Linked DNA regions of Zea mays: region 2 is linked to region 1. A link is a contact called in public Hi-C data. All regions are on one chromosome and are shown on one strand. The core of a region is the stretch at or near the end of the contact, and the rest is flanking DNA. Distances in the headings are between cores, read along the strand shown.

Region 1 (5,488 bases), core at 1,693-4,192:
TACGCTGAGTCACCTATAAGATTGGGCAACAGCTATACATTCGTCAGCAGGCACTTGGGCATTCGAGACACAAAAAAACTTGTACGGTGTCATGCATCCTTCAGGTAGGGTGCATGCATGTTTAGTGCTCACTGTCACACACACTTCTTTGCCAAAAAAAATGTTGCTAACAATTGTTCACCACTCTTGCCAACAATGAGAGATTACACCTCGAACATTGAACTAAAAGTAATGCACAACAAGGCACAATAATGATGTGGACCAAGCACACTGGCTTGATCGTTACGGTTTGCTGCGGCTTTAATCTGGCTGACTAAAACTTATATAGTATCATATCTATGGATTGCATCTGGAGCAGTCCGAACAACTGAACATTGAACATTTCACATTTGTTCTCGAGAATTTTCGTTAAGAAAGGAGAGTCAGACTGTCTTCAACAACTATCCTATCACATTTACTATATAAACGATTATTTTAAACTTTACTTTACCAACAATGCAATATACTGTGCAAATCCATTATTTTGCACAATCACTGTAAATTGCGGTGTGGCATGTTATGTCATGGACACACCCGATGCTACGTTGTGCTAGCTGTACCGAGATCCTGGTATCTCTATGGTATCAAGTATCAACCTTTTCATTTATGGGTTCACTTTGGCTCTGTTTTTGGAGAGCACTGAGCACGTATCAACACGAAGCTTGGACGTTGAGCTGCAAAATTCCTTTTCGGGCATGACAAAAGGCATGCATTATGCCTGCCCCTGTGGGACCTAAATAAGTGTTGTTTTTCTTCTCGAAGAGTCAAATACATTAAAGATTGGCCAAATATATATAATAAAATATAAATATTTGTAGCATAAATTAGTATAATTAGATATATCTTTGAATTTATTTTTATAATAGCTTAAATTAAAAAGTAAAATATTGTTATAATTGAAAAGGGAACATGCATGTGATGATTGAGTCTAACTTAGCCTTTGGATTTTTACTTCCTGTTTGATTATCGGCTAATTCTGCCACAACTTGCCTAAGATTAGTCAGCTAAATTAAAAAACTAACTTAAACTAAAAATTAAATAAACTGTGTCATTTTTGTTTGACTTTTTCAATCCTAACTTTGACCGCTTGACTTATTCAAAAATTTGTGGAAAAACAAAAAAAAATCATTGCCGGTTGTTTATTATCAAATATACTTTACATATGACATAATTTTTTCATTTTTCATGAAATTTTTGAATAATACAAGTGGTCAAAGTTGAGGCTGAAAAAGTCAAACGAATTATATAGGGACTATATATTAAATTACATTGCAATTTTTATAATGGTTTACTAAATAAGTATATAGTTAGTTAAGTAAAATTTAGGGATGTTCTGGTAATTTGGAAGGCCCTGTGCAAAATGTAGAAAACATATCAAGTAATAATAATAATATATATATAATGACTAATTATTGTATTGATTACATAATCTTTATCTAGAACTCAATTTTTTTGGAACAAAAGTCTATATAAGCACCAAGGGTGGTCTACTTCATCCCCTCACCTTCAAAGCCATAATTTAACCCGCTCAGCTTTACAAAACCAGACAAATTAAGCCCTAAGCTATTTTGCTTGGCGATTTTCATGACGTGACACTGATTTAAGTTGCACTAGTTTTATCCTCTCCAATTCTGTCTTCTACTAGTGTCCAAAATTTATATATATTCACAAAAATCGATAGTTAGATATTATATTTGCCCTAATGTTCTTGTAATTTTAGGAGTAGTATCTTAATTACTAAAAATAAAAAACTACATAGAAAGCGCTCAATATTTTTATCCCTGGTTCCTTTCTCATCGGCTGAAACTAAAAACTTTATTAGAGAAAAATATTATAAGTTCTAAACTATTGAATTTTTTATTGATTTTATTAAGCGAGTTAAATGATATTTCTTCTAATTACTAACTAAATTAATTGTACATTTGTTTTTTAAAACACTTAGCAAATAATAATAAAATGATCTCAGATTTTTACAAAGACATTCTCTTGCTAAACTAACATATACAAATGCTTCCAAAATTTTCTGAGAGCTTTAAAATCTAAACCTATATAAAGTTCTCAAGAATATTTATATAAATTATGGGTCCAGATTCAATGTTACGTTGGTTTGCTCAAAATTGAATACTGTTACATTGAAGTTACTTGGGTCTCCGAATTTGTGTTATTTGGGTCTCCGAACTTGTGTTATATTTTACTTACAGTAAGTTTTACAAACACCGTATACGATACTAGTTGTTTTTTTGCAGCATACTGTTTGGATAAAATCCTACTAAATCTCAAGTTCCTTTCTACTCCTAGTTGTCATCGGGTTCTCCCTCTGCCTTCCGGATTGTTCCATGTGGCCTGGGAGATGCGGTGCTCGCGCTGATGGCGGCCATGATATGCGCCCTAGTTTCGCGTGTCCTGTAGCATCGCTCTCGCGGCTGCTGTGGTTCCTGCTGGCTTCGTTTTGGTAAGTTATTCTCCTCGATTGAAGCCCTAATCATGGGCGACAGGAAAGGCCGTGACACAACACAAAAGCATCTGCCAGCAGCAGAGCAGCAGGACATGGAGATGGATGGAGGCATGGCCGCTGGCACTAGCACAGTAGCACCTACTCCTGTCTACGTCCACCATTGCTGCCTGTCTTGCAGAGCAGGGATGAATCTGCACACAGTGAAACCCACACATGACAAGCATGGAGAAATATAATGGAGGTGGATGTGGTTGGAGGCGTCAAGGCAAAGCGACTCGGGTCGGCTCGCCTACAGCAGCGTTTGTTCCTTTCCTTGCAGGCGCGGTGAAAAAAAAAGGAGGCACCTTTTTATCCCGTGCGCGTACAAATTAAAAGCCCGCATCTGCCTCTGCGCTCCCGCTCCAGGAAAGAGAAGGCAGACACTGCATAGTCCACAGCTAGCCTCGGCCCGGCCCTCGGCTACCACTCATCAATGCTGCCGCCTTAGCGTAGCCTTGGCCTAGGTCTCCACTCTATCATGGGCTGGATTTTCAGTTTTTCAGTCAGGTTCAGATTAGATCAATTGGCATAGAATCCGGTTAGGATGTAGTTAGGCCCGATTTGAGAGAGCTATACTTCAATAATTTTAGGTCTATTTTAGCTTCTTCTATCCAACAGTTATATATCTTAAAAAATTGAAACTAGAGGCTAGTTTCATAAAATTTTTGAAGCTCCTCATAAGGTGTTTCAAAAAAACATTGTTTTCATACCTTCTCATGAAGTTGCAGAACAATTTAACCACCATGCCATTGGTGACATGATATACCGATTCATGTCTCTTTCTCCACCAGCTAATCATCAAGGTTAATTAAGAAAACTCGCATAAATTAATTGTATTACAGAAATTGGAGTCTATGTGCGAGCCATCATTCCTGTTTAGTGTCAGGGGCTGGTGTTGTTTAGTTCTCAAGGAATCAGCGGTACAAATATGATTTCTACTGGTCGGTTTCTAAAAAAATCTGCCTCTAGAAATGATTTAAAATCCAATTTTTATTTTTTGAGTTTTTCAAATGACCTCTTATGAAAAAACTACCAAAGTGAAAGTTATAGATCTCTAAAAGTTATAAAACTTTGTAGTTGATAATGTTTTCATTTTAAATCATTTGGACTCGGTTTGTTCCAATATGTTGACAATAAAACTGCAATTCAGACACATGTAAACAATGGCTGGAGTGGTAGAGGAGATAGATGGGTGGGGCCTTGCCTAATTATTTTTTTTGCTATTTTTAAAACATAGTTTATGTTTTCTTACCTCAATCGTTAGTGGAAATTTTCTTATCTTAACCGTTGGTGAAAGTCAATTTGTATTCTGGCGGTTCTTAATTAGCTGTCTATTAAAAAAAATTTACTGGCCCATATCACTAGGGTAATAAAAAAGGCCAGTAAAAGTAAAAATATGTTAAAAATCACCACCAACATAGTGCTTCTTTGCACTAGTGGTTTGGACACTCCTGTTAGTTTTAATACAGTTGTAGCAACAAACTTGTCTATTGCAGAGTCTTCCAGATTTGTCAGTTTTTTCAGTTAGGTTTAGATTAGATCAATATGTATAAATCGAATCCGGTTAGGATTTAGTTAGTTTCCCATATTGTTTGTCGAGTAAATTCTGGGTATAAATACCTATGTCTCGTTCCTGAATGTACGTGTCTTCAGATAAAAAATAAAAGTTTTAGAGAGTGCTTGGTCTCAGGAATTAATTTATTATAGATGAGGTGGTTTATCACGACTCTATTCCACAAATTTAGTGAAATACACTCATTACTTATATATTGTTAATTATTAGCCTATAATAAATAAAATAGTGATGGATTAACTTATTTTATTCCAGGAATCAAACAAAAAATTAAGGATTAAGAAAATGATAGATTACCTCGTTCTTCAAACCGAACACGCCGTTAGTCTCCTTCAGATTTGCCTCTGGTTGTTTCTCTAATAAAAACTGAGTTTGTCGTTCGTGTTCACTGTCAAGGGCAACGAAGAAGGCAACAAAAGAGGTTTGGGAATCTCTCCAAACAAGATTTGTTGGCGCAGATCGCGTCAAGGAGGCGGAGGCACGGCTGCAAATTTTGAAGGATGAATTTGAAGGTCTGCGCATGACGGAAGAAGAAACCCTCGATCGACCAGCTTGCTGGGAGCTAGGATCTCGGCAATGGGTATCTGGTTCGCTAATCTGGGTGCATCGCTGGCATGGAACAATTTTGAGACCATGACGTTTGAAGACCCGCCTAGGGGAACCTGCAGGGAGGCGGCGTACGCCTCGCTGCGACCGAAGGGTCGCTTGGATGCCTCCAAACTCTCGGCAAGGGTCGCTCAGGGGAGCCACGTCAAACCTCCGCGCTTTAAGTAGGCGCCGTTACGTATGAGGGCAGCTTTGAGACGTTGGCCCGTGAATTCAATCGGGCGAGAAACTTACCCGTACCCGTGCCCATCGGGTATCCACCGGGTAGATATGTTATTATAGCAAAGGTGCAAATCGAAGATCACCGACCTCAGCGTAAGGCTGGCTTCGAATACAAAGTCTCGAAGGGTAAGAAGATGAAGTCTTGAGCGGAAAGAAATAAATATAAAAGACAGTGTTGACCTTGTGTCATTTGTAAATCATGTATGTAAAACCTTGCGGTCATGGATGTAATTCTATACGAGACTTTTCGTCTTCCCTATAAATAGATGAACAGCGTCATGTATAAAGGCACCTTTTCGAGGGCCTTAGCTTCGTCTTGCTTAGCCTTTAAAGTATCTTCGAGCTATCTTGGATAGAGAAGTCGAAATAGACTTGATTCGTCATCTATCTTCGTAGTGGAAGACTATCATCTACATAGTGGAAGACTTGACACTACTGTAACCATCATCTATCTTGATCCGTCACCTTCTCGAGCTATCTTGGATATAGAAGTTGTAAACGACCATGCCGCTACTGTAACCATCATCTATCATCTATCTTGACCCGTCACTTTT
Region 2 (5,488 bases), core at 1,465-3,964, 140 kb after region 1:
TCTTACAGCACCACATGCCATGGAGACACCAGCACCTCCGTTGCGCCATTGTGGCTCCGCAGAACAGCTAGGTACCTAGACTTGACCGGTTAACTGTCATTGCGTTGCATCTGGCCTCGTTGTTGCATTGTCCGTCGTCCGAGGCTTCAATCCACCATAGTCAGGCGCGTCACCGCGTGCCAGGACAGACAGCCAGGGGGCAAGGTCCCATCGTGCCGATGTCCAAGCCCACCTAGCCTGTGGCCACCCGACCTTGACCTCCCCTGATTTGCTGCTTGCAGTACTGGGATGTAGGTGGGGCATTAGCGATTGGAAAATGCCAAAGAGGACAAGCAGCCAGCCAGCAACCGAGCAACAACAAACAGATGCATTTCGATTTAAAACTTTTGAAATAGTTTCATGAAATTTGAGTTTAGTAGACTAGTTATTGAATCAGTTATGACCATAGCGTGTGTGCTTAATTATAGGTTATATATATATATAGACATGTTTTAATCTTCCAAAAAAACATCTTATAAAAAATTTCGAATACCCACCCTCTAAATCCTGGGCCCGCCACTGACCCTAGCCCTGCGCCAGGTCGCGGATCGTCCGGCTCCTGACCGCGGACCGTCCGCGCCTGTGCAGAGATCATCGCCGCTGGTTCTTGTTGAGTGTTTGGTGCCCGAAAAATGTGTCAACAAAAAGGCATGATGTAAACTCCTGCTCAAGTCGGTATTACATGTACTAGGTACGTCCAAGTAAATGTCTAATTGATTTCTATGTTTCTCTAGATCATGATGATGAACTAGTCTTGGATGAATCTAGGAGCGAAGCCAGGCTCCAAGTTCGCTGGTGTCAGTATTGTTTGTAACTGATGTCTTCGATATTATAAACGGTGTTTAAATAGTATTTTACATTGGGTTTTTGGGAATTCATCAGTGTCAGCTGACACCGGTAATAAGCTTAGCTCCCCCCTGGATGAATCCGATGACGAGGTGATAGTGATGGCGATGGTGGTGATGTACCTTCAAAGAAACCATAGACCCGTCGAGAGGCAGCAGCGGCTAAGGTGGCCGCAGCAAAACTGAAGAGAAAATGAAGCAGTCCGACCACTAAGCAGAGTCAGAGATCAGCATATTAGAGCCACACGATAATCCTTCCAACTCGGAGGTGCTGAGTCGTCGTCGTTTCAAAAAATTTAGTATAAAACATATGCAAAAAAATCGTTGTCTAAAAAAACTAAATTCAGGCATCTAAATTTTAGCAAATCGCTAGTAACAGACTTTACTCACCGACACTGAGCATGAAGCCATCATCGATCAGAATTCACTTTACAAAATCATTAAGGTACGTACAGGAACGTTGATACAGTGAACAAATTGCAAAGACAGCTGCTATTATCCGCATGCATGGATCGATCATCTGGCACCGGCCGGAAAGCCCGACAGATGAGAGCATCACCGAATCGGATGCCAAAACGAGGCGCGTACGTAATGCATGCATGCATGAATCTTAAAACACCGGTCTGGACAGCCGACAGCCGACAGATGACTGCACTAACAACAGAAGCGTGCGTCACTTGAAAAGGGCGACGGCGGGCAGGAACGCGGCGAGGACGAGCGCCGTGGCGCAAGCGCTGGACGCGCCGCCGCGGACCTTGGCGCCGCCGGACAGGTACAGGTAGTAGTACGGGTTGGACGACGACGGCGGCGTCGGCGGAGAGGAGAAGTGCGAGGGCGCCGACGGGGAAGATGAGGAAGACGACGACCCGCTGCTGCTCTTCGGTGGCGGCGGCGGGGGCGGTGACGGCGGAGGCTCCGACGACGAGGAAGAGGAAGAAGGCGGGGTCGAGCACGGGGACTCCGGCGCCGGGCTCGTTAGCGGCGTGACCGGGGGCAGCAGGTCGTACTCGTCCCCCGGCGGCGGCGGCGGTCCCAGCTCCAGGTACGGCGGCGGGGGCGCGGACAGCGGAAGCAGCGCCAGGGCCGGCGGCGGCGGCGCGGTCATCGGCAGGATCGTCGGCGGCGACGCCGTGCAGATCGTCGGGCACGTCCCGCACTTGCTCACGCACAGCTGGTTCGTGTCCGAGCCCCCCGCCGCCGGCTCGCCCTGATCACCGGCGACGAAGCACGAGCACAGCAGCAGCGGCACCACCACCGCCACCAACGATGCGGCCACCCTTCTTCTCTCCATTGACGTGCTTGCGTATCTAAGTTGCGTGTGCTCGCTTTCACAGGTGAGATTCCCGCGAGGCTGGTGGACCTCTGGGTTTATAAGACGAAGCCTGGAGCTGGAGGCCAAGCGCGGCGGGCAAACAAATGTGCCAAACTTGAGGCGCAAGCTCTAACTAACGGAGAGAGAGATGAGCAATGCTGGCTGTGCAACGGGGATGCCGGGGTCATAATAGGCTATAAACTTTACACTGCAAAATTTAAGGGTCAAATCAGATTAGGATCGGGCCTTATTCTTATTCATTTTTGAACTAATATTATTTGAGGGCCTTAACTTTTTTTGAACTAATATTATTTGAGGGCCTTAACTTTTTGTGAAGAAGCATTTGGATCGTGATCCATTACCACCTCTTGATCCATTACCACCTCTAGATGCCCTTGATGAAACTGGCAGCAAGGAACTGCGGATTCCTCTTACGGCGCAGATTAATCCCAGCAAATCCGCAGCTTATCCTTCATGTGCACCAGTCGTTGGGTGAAATGACACTTGTCCCGTGAACGATGATTCGTTGATGCTTTCCAGAGTAGTAGTACAGCAAACACAGGCAAAGGATATATGCTGCTGTGTACCAATAGCTGACAAGGACAAGGTGTGCACCCTGCTGATTCCTTGTCCAGTTTAAGGCAAGCAAAATGCTGGATGATTGGATTGGATCAAACAAATCTTAACTGTCCTGCATTCGGGACTGTCCTCATATGATCAACCAATTAATAAATAAAATGCTACTGTCCCATATGGAAAAGACCTGCTGGCTGTAAGTTCTACAACAGTGTCTACTTTTGTCATAGTAGTAATTACAAGTTACTACAATTGTAATGGCAACAGAATGGGTGGTGAATATGCTGTACAGGCTCTGCTTTCACACTCCACAAACACCTAAGCGTATGGACGAAATATGGCGCTTGCACCGTTTTCACCCTATCCCTCCGAACATTTTGTCAACTTGATGTACCTCGCAAAAAATAAGGCTTGGATGCCAACAAACACCCGACGTGGAGTTCACCTTTGTACAGAAAGGCTAACCATGGAAGGAAGAAAAAAAAACTTTTGCCAGCCTTCAGACTTACCAGTCCAATCGCCCACACCTGGCGCGAAGGGAAGAACCAAAATTACAGTTCTGGACTAGCGCCCGTCACGAGTCAGTTTCGGCTTCCGTTGCCATAGCTGCTTTCAGCTTCTGGCTTACAAACTGCCCCTTAACTCTTGGCCTCTGCTCCGCAAGCTTCTTCCTGCTATGATACCTGACCTGTAGAGATGGAAAATGGAATGTACGGTTAGATGAAGAAATCGCTCGGTACCTATTTAATGGCTAGAAGGTTGTCAAATGAGATACCTTTTTATCGAAGCATCTGTCTTTCCTTTTCATGCGGAACTTCATCAAAGCAGCTTCTCGGTGAGACCTGTCACTATTTTGGATGCCACTCTCGTTGCCACTCTCTAGGGCAACCGTCGTGTTCGCATTGGTATCGGCTTCACCGCTACCCGTGCATCCGCTTCCTTTACAGATATCCCGGCTGCAGCTTGCACTCTGGTTAGCATGATCCATGTGAGCTCTAACCATGTCAACTGGTTGTCCTGATTCCCGATGAATTTGTCTTGAATGATGCAACTGGTGCTTTTCCTCTGACTGTTTGTGTTCATCAACCTGAGATGGTCTACCACTACCACAATCTTCACGGTAGTTAGATTGGCCAGAGGTTTGATGAATTGTTGCCTTGTTGATTGCAGATGAATTACAGTGCATAAGTGGACCCTGTGGGTAGTATACTGGCTGCAGAATTGCACCACAATGATAGGGCATCATGGCACCGACAGGAATTGGAACAGGTACAAACCCATATGAGGGATGGCTCATACTGTCCTTTCTATGGGAAGAACTACTTGCACCAGCATCTTCCCTAGCACTACTGGAGCAAATGATGTCAGCACCCTCCATGCTACTGTCCAGAGTAATTCGAGCTTGCCTTGTACTCTCACCTGTATTATGGTCATTGGGAGGCAGCAAGACCCCATTGGGTTGGAAAACTGGGTCCTTGCCATGAACATGCTGCTCTTGCCCAACAATGCAACGAGAAGGAAGAAACTGTATCTCACCTGATGATTCTATCCTTCTATTGCCATATCTGTGTCATGTTGAAGCGATGGACAAGTTAAATAAAGCTAGTCAGAGTTATGCAATACATTTGAGCAGTTACTAACATCGACTTATCGCCTTATCGGTCTATAGAAGTACTAAACATGTAACCTCATAAAGAAACAAATGGGCATGGACAGAAAGCCATGCATTTCAGATAATTTCCAGCCACGTTCAAGAACTAGATACCAATCAAAATTTTAGACTAAAGTTTAAAAAATCCATCAGCACAAAGTACCTCGAGAAGGCAGAAGAATTCGAGTGATTAAAGATATCTTTTTCCCTGAATTCTTGATTCTTGTAACCATTACGATACTGTTGTTTTCCCAAGTTGGTCTCGAGAAATTGGGAGGGGTAAGAATCAGCATGACCTATTACAGCACTCTTCGACTTTTCACCAGGGTTCTTTTCTTTGACAGCATTATTTTCCATCACTAAAGATTGGCATTTTCTATCAGCTGCTGGTTCAGTCATAGCCAAATCTTTGCCAAGATTGGTTGGACGACGTGAACTTGCATCCGTGATCCTCAAGGCATTATCCATTATTTGCTCAGCCACCTTTGCAGAAGTAATACCATTAAGGCATTTGGAACGCACATTCTTCTCACTTTCACTTGGAGCACCTGCATGCAATGAAATAACAAATTACTGCTACATGTGCACAATAGAATAGCACACACTAACTTACCGGCAACAGAGCATAAGTTAACATAAAATCATGTGACCAGGTTTGAATTCTTTACCATCGCTATCTTTTGACGCATCCACTTTTGTGTTTACTCCATCATTAGACTTATTTTGTAGTTCAATTTTTTTGGATGAGCCAGCCATTTCATCTCTACGAATATCTGGTAACGTCTCAGCACTCTTAATTTCAGTCTCCCTTTTGTTACCAAAGCTCTAGTCAAGACAAAACAGTCTCCATAACGTAACATGGCAAAGAAATCCAATATGAATGTTATATCAGAACCGCATAAAGGATGAAATGATGAACTCTAACTGATTCCATTAAACAGTGCCAGTTACACTCACTATGTTAAAGTCAAGAAAAAGAACCATCATAGAAAAGGACATGTCTATAAATGCTATAGTGCTATACTGCCAAACTTCATTACTTTCTATTAAACTGGTGTTGTCAAG

Evidence for each region. Hi-C and Micro-C count contacts between places; a contact is called where the count stands out from the background.
Region 2: a Hi-C map of tassel shows a contact between it and region 1, with 3 times the contacts expected there. The contact joins the promoter of LOC103647049 here to the enhancer-like site in region 1. A contact is called at or near these places in 5 of 25 Hi-C or Micro-C datasets (ear, endosperm, leaf and 2 more).

What each region holds. Positions count from the first base shown.
Region 1 is chr2:144,874,474-144,879,961 of Zm-B73-REFERENCE-NAM-5.0, forward strand. No RefSeq gene overlaps it. Among protein-coding and RNA genes, the nearest start is that of LOC103648958, 9.8 kb to the left of the region's middle. Within about 2 kb of position 2,943, at least 13 of the 20 cell types and tissues checked have an H3K27ac peak or open chromatin away from gene starts, as enhancers often do. A contact at or near this core is called in ear and tassel, where this site is marked.
Region 2 is chr2:145,011,290-145,016,777 of Zm-B73-REFERENCE-NAM-5.0, forward strand. LOC103647049 (pectinesterase inhibitor 10) reads right to left here and starts at 2,715. Exons shown (of 1, transcript XM_008671616.4): 1 at 1,281-2,715. The coding sequence starts at 2,175. The coding sequence ends at 1,558. It overlaps LOC100272683, which reads right to left. Exons shown (of 8, transcript NM_001359735.1): 5 at 5,092-5,248; 6 at 4,587-4,971; 7 at 3,548-4,337; 8 at 2,863-3,460. The coding sequence ends at 3,347.